2 separate regions of the Zea mays genome follow, and region 1 is linked to region 2. A link is a contact called in public Hi-C data. All regions are on one chromosome and are shown on one strand. Each heading gives the region's core, a stretch centred on a gene start, on an enhancer-like site or on the middle of the called end of the contact. The rest is flanking DNA. Distances are from core to core; before and after follow the strand shown. Region 1 holds the start of LOC103638903 (RING/FYVE/PHD zinc finger superfamily protein). Region 2 has its middle 59 kb from the start of LOC100192715.

What was found. Hi-C and Micro-C count contacts between places; a contact is called where the count stands out from the background.
Region 1: a Hi-C map of ear shows a contact between it and region 2, with 3 times the contacts expected there. The contact joins the promoter of LOC103638903 here to the enhancer-like site in region 2. A contact is called at or near these places in 2 of 25 Hi-C or Micro-C datasets (ear and leaf).

What each region holds. Positions count from the first base shown.
Region 1 is chr9:118,355,115-118,357,814 of Zm-B73-REFERENCE-NAM-5.0, forward strand. LOC103638903 (RING/FYVE/PHD zinc finger superfamily protein) reads left to right here and starts at 1,372. Exons shown (of 11, transcript XM_008661696.3): 1 at 1,372-1,753; 2 at 2,125-2,196. The coding sequence starts at 1,679.
Region 2 is chr9:118,177,064-118,179,763 of Zm-B73-REFERENCE-NAM-5.0, forward strand. No RefSeq gene overlaps it. Among protein-coding and RNA genes, the nearest start is that of LOC100192715, 59 kb to the right of the region's middle. Within about 2 kb of position 1,283, at least 17 of the 20 cell types and tissues checked have an H3K27ac peak or open chromatin away from gene starts, as enhancers often do. A contact at or near this core is called in ear and leaf, where this site is marked.

The DNA.
Region 1 (2,700 bases), core at 122-2,621, 180 kb after region 2:
CAGATTTTCTTAGGTCTACCAAGATATCTCCACAAAAGTTCTATGTTTTTAAAAAATGTTTTTATTATTATATGACATACAGATAGAATCTGGGATCCAAATTAAACTATCAGCCAAACCGTTTTACAAAGTGGTTCTAATTCATTACCAGAAATATTTCTTGAAAGAATCTATATCCAAAACATTTCTACGTGATTCTGGATCTTTATCGATAACACGCTCAGTACAGATCGATCCAAATTATCTCATAGATGTTTCAAATCCAAATTCTCGTTAGAGATGTCTATTGGAGGAAACAAATTTTCTTAGCTAAAATTGGTGCCATTTGGCTATGATCAATCCAAATCTCCTAGAAATAAACTGTAATAATTGTAAAGCACCTATTTAGGTGATTGTTCTTTCTTAGTTCAAAACATAAAAAACGTCTATGGACGTTCGACAAAGAACTACTTAAAAGAAAACAACGCTTTGGCCGATTTTTTTCAACCAAATGCCCCCTAGCTGTTGTGCTATTGATTCTTGGAAGCACATGGAAGTTATCTATTATTACTCACTAGGGTTGAAAAATAAGCTCGAGTCCTGCGAGTCAGCTCAAACTGGAAGTTGCTTGTGAGTTTCGAGCGGGCCAAGCTAAGCTAATTTTCTAATTCGTGCGTCGCTTTATATTGTGTCAGTCCAAGGGTAGTCGCTGTGTCACCCGTTATGCCTAAATTTGAGGCACACCACGACCCGACCATTTCGGCAGTGCCAACTTGGTCTATTTTTTCGTGTCAGGTCGTGCTTTAAACTCATAATTTAGGTCCGTGTCTATGCAACCCCAAATGATCTGGTCCAAACTTTTAAGTCTAGTTGCAAGAAAACAAAATCAACAAAAAACATTTTTTATTAGGTTAATATCTATAAACTACAATAAAAAGGTTCTTTTTCTTTGGTGGGACGAGGGCTATAAAGAGTTGCCAAACAAAACGACGCCGGTCACAAGAGATGTATTTATTTATTAGTCCCAAATAGGAAAATATTTATAGTTGCAACACATAAATCGATGCCAAAGCATGAAATCAGGAATAAAACTAATATTTTTTGTTACACGCATACTATTCCGGTCTTATTGTTACAGGTGCGAGTTAAATACATTAAAAAATTCTTACAGATGAATTAGTATACATGCTTGTATAATATACAGATGCATTAGTATACATGTTTGTATAATATCTCCAAGCATGACCAGTATACCAGCTGTCCACAATGACCAGTATAGCAGCCGGAGAACCAAAGACTGACCTGTGGCTACGGCCCCTCACTCAGGAAAACAAGTGGGCCCAAGAAGTCAGCGAGTAATAGGGTCGCGAGCTACCGTTCCATTCCGTTCCCATCTCGCCCGTCTCCCGTCGCGTCACCGTCACGTCCCCCGAGTCCAAATTTCTAAAGCACTCCCAGTACTGGTCTCTCTCCTCGCCTCTCCTCTTGTCGTCCTCTGCTCCTCCGCGGCGTTGCTGCTTCCTCGCCACGCCATACCTGCGCGAACCCCTCCCAATCCGATCCCCTCTCGTCTTCGTTTCCTTCCCCTCGCCGGACTCCGTCTTTCGCCCTAGTATGGAAGAGAGCTGAGGCTGTTCGGTGCCCACGTCGGGAGTTAGGGCCGGAGGTGTGGCCGATCGGCGGGGACGGAGTGAGTGTAATGAGCGGGCCACAGGAGCGTAACATGAGGGATCTGTACAATCGCACTCGCCACAAAGATTTTCCGGCTCTAGAGGTGCGTCGAGCCGCATCCACCACGGTGCTGTGGCGTACGCGTTGTTGTTGGGGCCTTGTGGTAGTTGTTAGTTTCCCCAATAGGATGAGATGTGCTGTGTTAGGAGTTCGTGGATTCGAAGGTTTGCAAACGACGCATGCTGGCGTACTTATGATTCAGGTTTCCTTATGCTTTCTGAGGATACACGATTTTACCAGGAGACGAATCGAAATTCATCGAATATATACACCAGTTTCGGTTTGATTTGAGTTTCTCTTTTGAGTATATCAATTCCGCTGAATCGAATTTCGGTCTTCAACTGATTTTTAATGTATTACAGCCGATGCTGCAGTTCGGTTTGGTGATTGATGCGTATTGTTTCTGCTGTGTAGGAATCAGCCGAAGGGCGCAGCGGAGGACGCCCGTCGGGATCGGAGCAACGGGAACTCGCCTCTAAGATGGAGGTGAGCATTGGAGGCATGAGTATTTCCCTGCATATGCATGGGAATATTTTGGTCCTTGATTTTCGTTAGAATATACTTGCTGCCCTTTGATCATCTGATGCTCAGAAGTGATTTCCTTTTAGATTGTTCCTCTTCACTTGTATGCTTGTATACTCAGACGCCTCCAGTTTAGTGGCGGCGAGTGTGATTCCGATGCTGTAGGAAAAGAATATATCACCACCATTTCTGCATCTCCTTTTTTTGTATTAGCTATTGTTACTTTGCAAGTGGAAGCTTCTTTAATGATCATTCATTACATTTTTCTTTGTTATGGTATTATGACACATTGATGTTTTTCAAGTAAACCTAACACGTTCTAAATTGTTCACAAGACATTCTTGTTGTCATGTGTAGATTTTTGGTTGAACAGTCCACCATTGTCTAAATCTGAAGTCATTATTGTCTATCTTGATATATCTTATTTAATATAGCTTATATAGTTTTAGGACAGCACACCAATTAGAA
Region 2 (2,700 bases), core at 33-2,532:
GCTAAATATAGAGTCTAGAGAGGACTATTTAAAATAGACAACTTGCTTATAAAGGATGGTGTACCAACAAACTTTTTATTTGACTCAAGGTTTTTGTTTTTCAACCAAAATGTTTTTGCCACCTCGGTCGTCTTGATCGAGAAGCGCGGGGCGAGAATGGACGGCGCTTTGCCCTCCACTGTCGTCGGTCCTTCATCTTCGCCGTTGGCGACTGCTGTGCAGGGGAACCGGGATCGGAAGCCCGAGAGGCTAGGCGTGACCAACATCGCCAGGTTGCGACAGGGAAGCACCACGAGCATCAAAAGCATCCCTCGAGGGTTGGTGTGGGTTGCGCCCTACTCGCCTCAGGCTTTTCGCGATCGTCAGCCTCCTGGGTTGCGCCCTGCTCGCCGCCTCCCTCGTTTGTCTGCGCTACACCAGAGATGGCTAGCTACGACAAGGCGATGCCGAGCGGAGTAAAGTAACGAGGTTGATACAGAGTCTGTTGGAAGCCGTATTCACGGGGTTTATGTTTATTTTACCGAGCACGAGATGTGTAGCTAGTTTGTTGGACTTGCTCTAAAACAGAAGTATTTTACTGTTCATATGGCAACATCATGTTCTGCAGGAATTTTTTAGAACGAAATGGCATGCCAAAATCCTTGCCAGGTCATCTGTATCCTGTTTTTTTTTCTCTCTCTTGCCAAAAGGACTCCGTGCGAGGGGCAACCGTTGTTTGGCAGGCTCGGCTGCCGCTGCTAGGCAAGTGGAGCACCGTACGTGCCGCCGATCCTGTGAGCAACGTTTATGGCGTCTCATCACGTGAGGGTTTGGTCGTAGCAAGGGCATGCAGTGGCCGAGGGCGTACCAAAATTAAAGTGTTGTTAAATACCTACGAAATAAAATTCACAATATAGTTTAAGAAAATTAAGAGTTATCCGTCATCATGATCATAATCTATTTACAACTAAATATTATATGACAACGTTTAATTTGTCATATTTTATTTATTATTAGTCGTTCGAATTTAAAAACTAATTTTAGATAAAAAATTATGCAAAATATGGTAATTTAGAAAGAGGCTAAAAGTTTTATACACAAATAAACTAATTTTAATATTTGTTCTTCCTCGGAGTACTGTCCGCATGTTTTACACCGAGATCATGGGCTTCCTGCTCTCCACCCGACCCACGTCGAGGTCAACGCGCAGCGACATGGGCCTCCCCGTTACTAGCAGAAGTAGCTGTTGACACTCGCATCAGATCAGACCCGCACAGCACGTCTCGTCTCATGTCTGCGCTGCACCGGGGACCGTTGGGACGGGCCTTCCCGTCGTCTAGCGCTTTCCGCTTCATGTCCCGTGTCATCCACATGTCCCAACCAAACAAAAAAAAACATAAAACGCTCGGTCTGTCTACGAACGGTTCCATCCATCCAGACCAGCAAGACACGACACGTCGCATGCCTGCCGCTCCCCTGTCGAGTCGTGAACGACAGCGATAACCACAATTTCTTAACCGACGAAGACGCTGGATCATGTAGGCCTCGCAGCGAAGAACTCCGGGGGCCGGGGCTCCTCGCCGATTTTTTTTTGTCCTTTATCGGAAAAAAAAAATTCACGTTTAAACCTTAAAAAATTTTAATGTTATTTTTGGACCTTTTACTCGGCGTCGTAGTCTATGACGCCGAGGTAACACAGCTCGGCGCCATAGGTTATGGTGCCAAGGTACGTGGTGCGTTGGCACAAACGGACGTCGTGGCGCCGACATGGTACCGAGCTCGTCGCCATAGATCTTGGCGCCGAGCTCTATTCTATACAGAAAACTTGTCTAGCTCAATTGGTAAAATACAAGGCTCTTAACCTTGTGGTTGTGGGTTCGAGCCCCACGATGGGCGTTTTTTAATACTTTTTGTCTTTGTCACTTATTTTTTTTGTCCATATTTTTCGTTTATGTCACTGATTTGTCCGTCCTGATTTATTTCTCATCCAATTTTATTTTTGTGACTGATTTGTTTATTCGTCTAGATTTTTTTTATCCGGCGAGCACAACAGCTGTATATGCATTAAATTCTAAAATATATCATCCATGAGACAAGTATATAATGGAGTATACTTTTATTTAGTGCAGAAGAAAAAAAATATGAATATGTGTGCTTCTTTTTACTGGGAATATGTTATTATGTATTTAAAATTTATGTTCAAAAGAACTCAATGAAAATATAATATTTTTATTTGATCACGATTGAAGTAAGAGTGTTCTCATTTGATTTTTATTGTGGTTAGCTGAGCAAACAAGGGGAGAAGTTGACGGCTTGTGAGCACTGTGACACACAGCTGCTGTGCTCGCCGGATAAAAAAATCTGGATGAATAAACAAATCAGTCACAAAAATAAAACTGGATGAGAAATAAATTAGGACATACAAATCAGCGACATAAACGAAAAATATGGACAACAAAAAACAAATAAGTGACAGACAAAAAGTATTAAAAACGCCCACCGTGGGGCTCGAACCCACGACCACAAGATTAAGAGCCTTGTATTTTACCAACTGAGCTAGACAAGTTTTCGATACAGAATGGAGCTCGGTACCACGTCGGCGCCACGACGTCCCTTTGTGCCAACGCAGCACGTACCTCGGCGCCGAGCTGTGTTACCTCGGCGCCACAGGCTACGGCGCCGAGTAAAGGGTCGAAAAATAACATTAAAAATTTTTAGGGT